2 separate regions of the Triticum aestivum genome follow, and region 2 is linked to region 1. A link is a contact called in public Hi-C data. All regions are on one chromosome and are shown on one strand. Each heading gives the region's core, a stretch centred on a gene start, on an enhancer-like site or on the middle of the called end of the contact. The rest is flanking DNA. Distances are from core to core; before and after follow the strand shown.

What was found. A called contact is a pair of places that touch in the nucleus more often than the background predicts.
Region 2: a Hi-C map of leaf shows a contact between it and region 1, with 4 times the contacts expected there. The contact joins the promoter of LOC123145275 here to the promoter of LOC123145274 in region 1. A contact is called at or near these places in 2 of 5 Hi-C or Micro-C datasets (both in leaf).

What each region holds. Positions count from the first base shown.
Region 1 is chr6D:386,723,489-386,726,188 of IWGSC CS RefSeq v2.1, forward strand. LOC123145274 (RNA-binding protein 24-B) reads left to right here and starts at 1,439. Exons shown (of 8, transcript XM_044564647.1): 1 at 1,439-1,841; 2 at 1,972-2,095; 3 at 2,443-2,575. The coding sequence starts at 1,596.
Region 2 is chr6D:386,888,105-386,890,804 of IWGSC CS RefSeq v2.1, forward strand. LOC123145275 reads left to right here and starts at 1,331. Exons shown (of 4, transcript XM_044564648.1): 1 at 1,331-2,443; 2 at 2,520-2,600; 3 at 2,683-2,700. The coding sequence starts at 1,868. It overlaps LOC123145276 (1-aminocyclopropane-1-carboxylate oxidase homolog 4-like), which reads left to right and starts at 483. Exons shown (of 2, transcript XM_044564649.1): 1 at 483-1,325. The coding sequence starts at 492.

The sequences.
Region 1 (2,700 bases), core at 189-2,688:
TACAGACAAACTGACAGCTCTTGCTGGTGACTTGCTTGCTCCTGAGGATGCCACAGAGTACCGCAGCATTGTGGGTGGACTGCAGTACTTGCTCATTACTCGACCAGACATATCATTTGCAGTTAACCGTGTGTGCCAGTATCTTCATACACCACGTGATTCTCACTGGTCAGCTGTTAAGCGCATCTTGCGTTATGTTCGTCACACTGGTTCATATGGTCTCCATCTTCAGCCTGCGCGTTCTGGACTGATCTCAGCATTTTCTGATGTCGACTGGGCTGGTTGTCCTGATGATCGGCGATCCACGGGGGGACATGCTGTGTTCTTTGGGCCTAACTTGATCGCCTGGCAAGCTCGCAAGCAAGCTACGGTGTCTCGGAGTAGTACCGAAGCTGAGTACAAAGCTGTTGCTAATGCCACAGCTGAGATCATGTGGGTGCAGTCATTGCTTTGAGAGTTGAAGGTCTCCCCAACTCAGCCGCCTGTTCTTTGGTGTGATAACATCGGTGCAACATACCTTTCATCCAATCCAGTATTTCATGCCCGAACGAAGCACATCGAAGTTGACTATCATTTTGTGAGGGAACGTGTTGCTCAGAAGCTCCTTCAGATTAAGTTTGTTTCTTCGAAGGATCAGCTTGCTGATATTTTCACTAAACCCTTGCCCTTGCCTTCTTTTGAAGGATGTCGTCGCAATCTTAACCTTCTGAGTGTTTCAGGACATAGTTAAGATTGAGGGAGGGTGTTAGACTAAGTATATATTAGATATACGTGTTGTAACATAACTGTATTTGTACGGTTCCCTCTTATAAATATATGACAGCCGTACCCACCAAGGGTATCGAGCATTGTTCCAAACCCTAATCTGTTTAACAGTCTCCAGCGGATCTATCTTTGGTGGATTTGCTCGGATCTGTTCGTCGTTTGCCTTCGTTCGTGTGTCTTCAGGTTGGATTCTTTTGATCTACATCCTTCATTTGTGGCGGGTGCTGTTCTGGTGCGCTGGTTCTATGGGGCCTTAGCACGACGACTTCCCAACTGTCTACTACAACAACGTTTGTCCGGCTCCGGCGAGGGAGGGGCGATGACAGCGGCGTGCCTTCAGCTCGCTTCAGTGCTTATAGTCGTCGCTAAGTGCTCTACGGATCTTGATGTAATTTTTATTATGTCTAGTATTCGCTATACTATCATAATTGAAGATGAATATATCGGAAGTTTTTCCAAAAAAGAAGAGTTCGAGGATGAATAATATACTCATAAAAAAATTGATGCTACTGTACCGCATCTGAATTTCGCGATCAGCCGAGCCGCGTTTTCCATTCGAAAAAGTCTGAGTCGTTGGCTCATCTTTGTGAGCTGTGGGTCCCCGGAGCAGTAGCAGGGGAGGAGGCGCCAACCGGACGCCAAAACCCCGCCCCCGCCCCAATCACAACCCACTTTCCCCTCGTCGTCCCCACTTTTTTTTCTCCCACTCCGCCCCCGATTCTCCCCAATCCCCTCTCGCCGCCGCCAGGAGGCAGCACCGGAATCGCGGCGACCGAAGATCCCCTCCGACCCACGCCAAGGAATCCCGCCGATCCGCTCGCGCCTCCCGGATGGCCCTGCACCAGCACCACGCGGGGTCGGCGTCCGGGTCGGCGTCGGCGTCCAGCTCCAGCTCGGGGCTGCACCTGCCCGCCTCGCCCTTCGGGGACACCACCCACACCAAGCTCTTCGTCGGGGGCCTCGCCTGGGAGACCACCAGCGAGAGGCTCCGCCGCTTCTACGAGCGCTTCGGGGACATCCTCGAGGCCGTCGTCATCACCGACCGCCACTCCGGCCGCTCCAAAGGATACGGCTTCGTCAGTGCCCGCCCCTCCTCCTCCTCCTCCACTGTTTCGCTGCTGTCGAATTCTGGTTCCACCTGTTAGTCTTCCTGGAAGCGCTGTAGCAGTGCTGGATTGTTTACGAGTTTCATGGTCGTCTCCGCAGGTGACGTTCCGCGATGCCGAGGCGGCCACCAAGGCCTGCGAGGAACCGTCGCCGGTCATCGATGGCAGGCGGGCCAACTGTAACCTGGCGTCGCTAGGTCGCGCCCAGCCTTCCACACCCCTCGGTATTATTCTCTTCTAATACTACCTATTTGGACTAGCTTGTACGCTCATTTTGAGACCACTTTATCGAAGTGCTATTGTTTGCAAGTTAATGTAGCATAGTTGTTGCTTACTGATGCTGTCTCGTGCAGCCTAAATCAATTAGGTCTACCATGAGTCTTCCCTAGCAAAAGTTATAACATGAGTAAATTCAAATAACCCCCATCATTTTTCAACAAAGAAATAACCCCCATCATGTTGCAAAGCAAATCAACAATTCAACTATGGGTAGGAAAAGGCTAGGGTTTGCTTACCAAAAGGTTGTTTATGTGGTATATGCACGTGTTCTGAAAACATGCATTCTATATAGGGCGGCCACGATCAGCTGGCTCCTACTTTGGTGTTCCTGTCCCAAGGGGCATTTATGTAGGTGGTTATGGTCAGCACCGACCCCTTCCGCTTGGGTACTACCAGTACCAGGGATTTCCGGTTCCACAATACAGGTAAGATGATTTCCAGAACATACAATACAACTTTTTTTTTTTTTGACAAACACACATTACAACTTGTTTTAAAACGCAAGCTTTAAGAAAATTCAGTGGGTTGACGATGTATCGATGATGCTATC
Region 2 (2,700 bases), core at 81-2,580, 160 kb after region 1:
TAGTTTGCAATTATCCATTGGTCTACTTGGTTTTGGATAATTTTACCATTTTCGATCCTCTTCATGAGTTGACGAAGTTTTTTTTATGGGTTCTTTGCATTGTTTAGTTTGCAATTACCCATTGTCTCCTTGGATTTGGATACTTTTACCATTTCTGATTCTCTTCGTTAGTTGATGAAGTTATTTAGGGGTTCTTTGCATTGCTTTGTTTGCAGTTGCATCAGAAGGCCGCAGAATTTTTTAAACTTGTTTTTGTGAGAAAAGAAGGCCGTAATTTGTTTTTTCAGACAAAGAAGGCCGTAAATGGATAGTCTCTGTTTGATCTCTGGCCCAGCTGGCTGCCATAATTTGGTCTGGCCCAATTCGTGTCGCTGGTCAAACTCTAGGGGCACGTCAGCTTCAAGGCACGTCAAAGGAGCTTGAGCCCGCTTCTCGCCTAGTACATCATCTCCGCTCGTCAAACTCAACGGGACGCACGCAACGCGACGACCATGGCCGCGTCCTCCCCGAAGTCCGACCGCGCGGCCCTCCTCAAGGCCTTCGACGAGGCCCGCACCGGCGTCCGCGGCCTCGTCGAGTCCGGCGTCTCCACCGTCCCCGACCTCTTCGTCCACCCCGACCCCTATGCCTCCGCCCCGCTTGCTCCCCCGGGCGTCTCCATCCCCGTCGTTGACCTTTCCCTCCCCGCGCACCTCGTAGCCGCCGCCACCGCGGCGGCCGCCCGCGACTGGGGCTTCTTCCACCTCGTTAACCACGAGGCCCTCGTCCCCTCAGGCCACCCCGCGAGGGCCCTCGCCGCGGTGCGCCCCTTCAACGAGCTCCCCGCCCCCGAGCGCGCCGCGCACTACGGCCGGGCCTTGGCCGGCGGGGTCAGCTACTCCTCGAACGTCGACCTGTTCCGGTCCCCCGCGGCGAGCTGGCGCGACACCGTCCAGGTGATGTTCGGGCCTACGCCGCCCAACGCCGAACGCATACCGTCGGTGTGCCGCTCTGAAGTCATCGAGTGGGAAGCGCACGCCGCCGCGGTGGCCCGCGCCGTGATGGCTCTGCTCTCCGAGGGGCTCGGGCTCGGGGGTGCGGCGCTGGAGGAGACCTCGTGCCTGGAGGGGAAGCTCATGGTCTGCCATTACTACCCGGTGTGCCCCGAGCCTGAGCGCACCATGGGCTTAGTCCCGCACACGGACCCCGGCGTGCTCACCGTCCTTGAGCAGGATGGCATTGGTGGTTTGCAGGTGAAGCACACCAATGGGGACGGGGAGAGCTTCTGGGTGGACGTGAAGCCTGAGCCGGGCGCGCTTGTGATCAATGTCGGGGACCTTTTACAGGTATAACGCACTCTGTCAGCGTCCAAATGCTCGTAACTGGATTCAGTTCTAAATAGTACAGTCCGCAACAACTTTGCTCAAGTTATATTTGAATTATCTAAAGCACGCATGCTACCAATTCAGCTCAATCCAGATGATTTAGAAACAGGAGGGGAAATTCTTGGTAGTGCGCGTCTCTTATGAAAACTGGAAAGGCAATGGTTTGAATTTCAGAAATGCTAGAAATCTGACGTTGTAATTTTAGGCTTGGTAAATCGAACGTTTTTCATGACAATTTATGTTGGCGCGAGGATGGTAATTTGAACCAATTGCTTGAATTTTGATACTTCCTCTGTCCTTTGATGTTGAAACATATGTATCTAGACATATTTCAGTGCTAGATACATCCGTTTGAGCGTCAATTAATATGGGGCGGATGAAATACTTTACAGGTCAACGCAATTCAACTCAACATTTCACTTGAGTTGGATATGATGTCGTATTAGGGGTAGATAGTAAGCGGGAATAGTCAATGGATTATTGCTTTCAGGATCACATTAATAATGGATCTGGACCAGTTTCATAATATCATCACTGCATGGGCTGCTTTTTGCATGGTTCAAGGGGCTGGTCAGAAGGTTTTCAAGGTGTTGTCAATGAACCATTCATATATTGTTGATTTGAACTGTGAGAGTTGTGACTGCAAAAGATGGGAGCTGTCTGGGATTCCATGTCATCATGCCATAGCTTGTGCTAGAGAGGAGAGGATAGATCCTGAGAGCCTGGTGCATGAATGCTACTCTGTAGCTACTTACAAAAAAGCTTATAGTTTCAATATCAAGCCGATGAGGGACCAAGAGCATTGGACAAGGATGGAAGGAGTGGATGTGTACCCACCTGTGTACACCAAGGTGATGGGTAGACCAAGGAGAAATAGAAAGAAAGATCCAGAAGAGAAGCTTGACAAGGAAGGGGGCAAGAAACTGACTAAACATGGTGTAAGCATGCACTGTTCTGTTTGTGGAGCAGCAAATCACAACAAGAAAGGTCATCAGAAGTGGGCAGAAACAAATAGAGAGGCACCAGTAGCTACAGATGATGATTCAGAAGAGGAGTTTGATGATCCATCCATAATTTCAGTAAGTTAAATATGTCCTGCTTCACATTGTGACAGAAGTTTATCAATTATGCAACTGCGATTTGTTATATTTGCAGAACATCATGCCACACACAATTCATCCATCTATGGATCCAACTCAAACACCAGGATCAATGGTTTACCTCATGCAGCAAATGGTAAACTTTAGAACCGGTTATTTTTATATTTCAGGCCTCTTTATATTTAACTCTACTCTCAAACATTGTTTGCAATATACAGGAGAGGATGTCATATCAA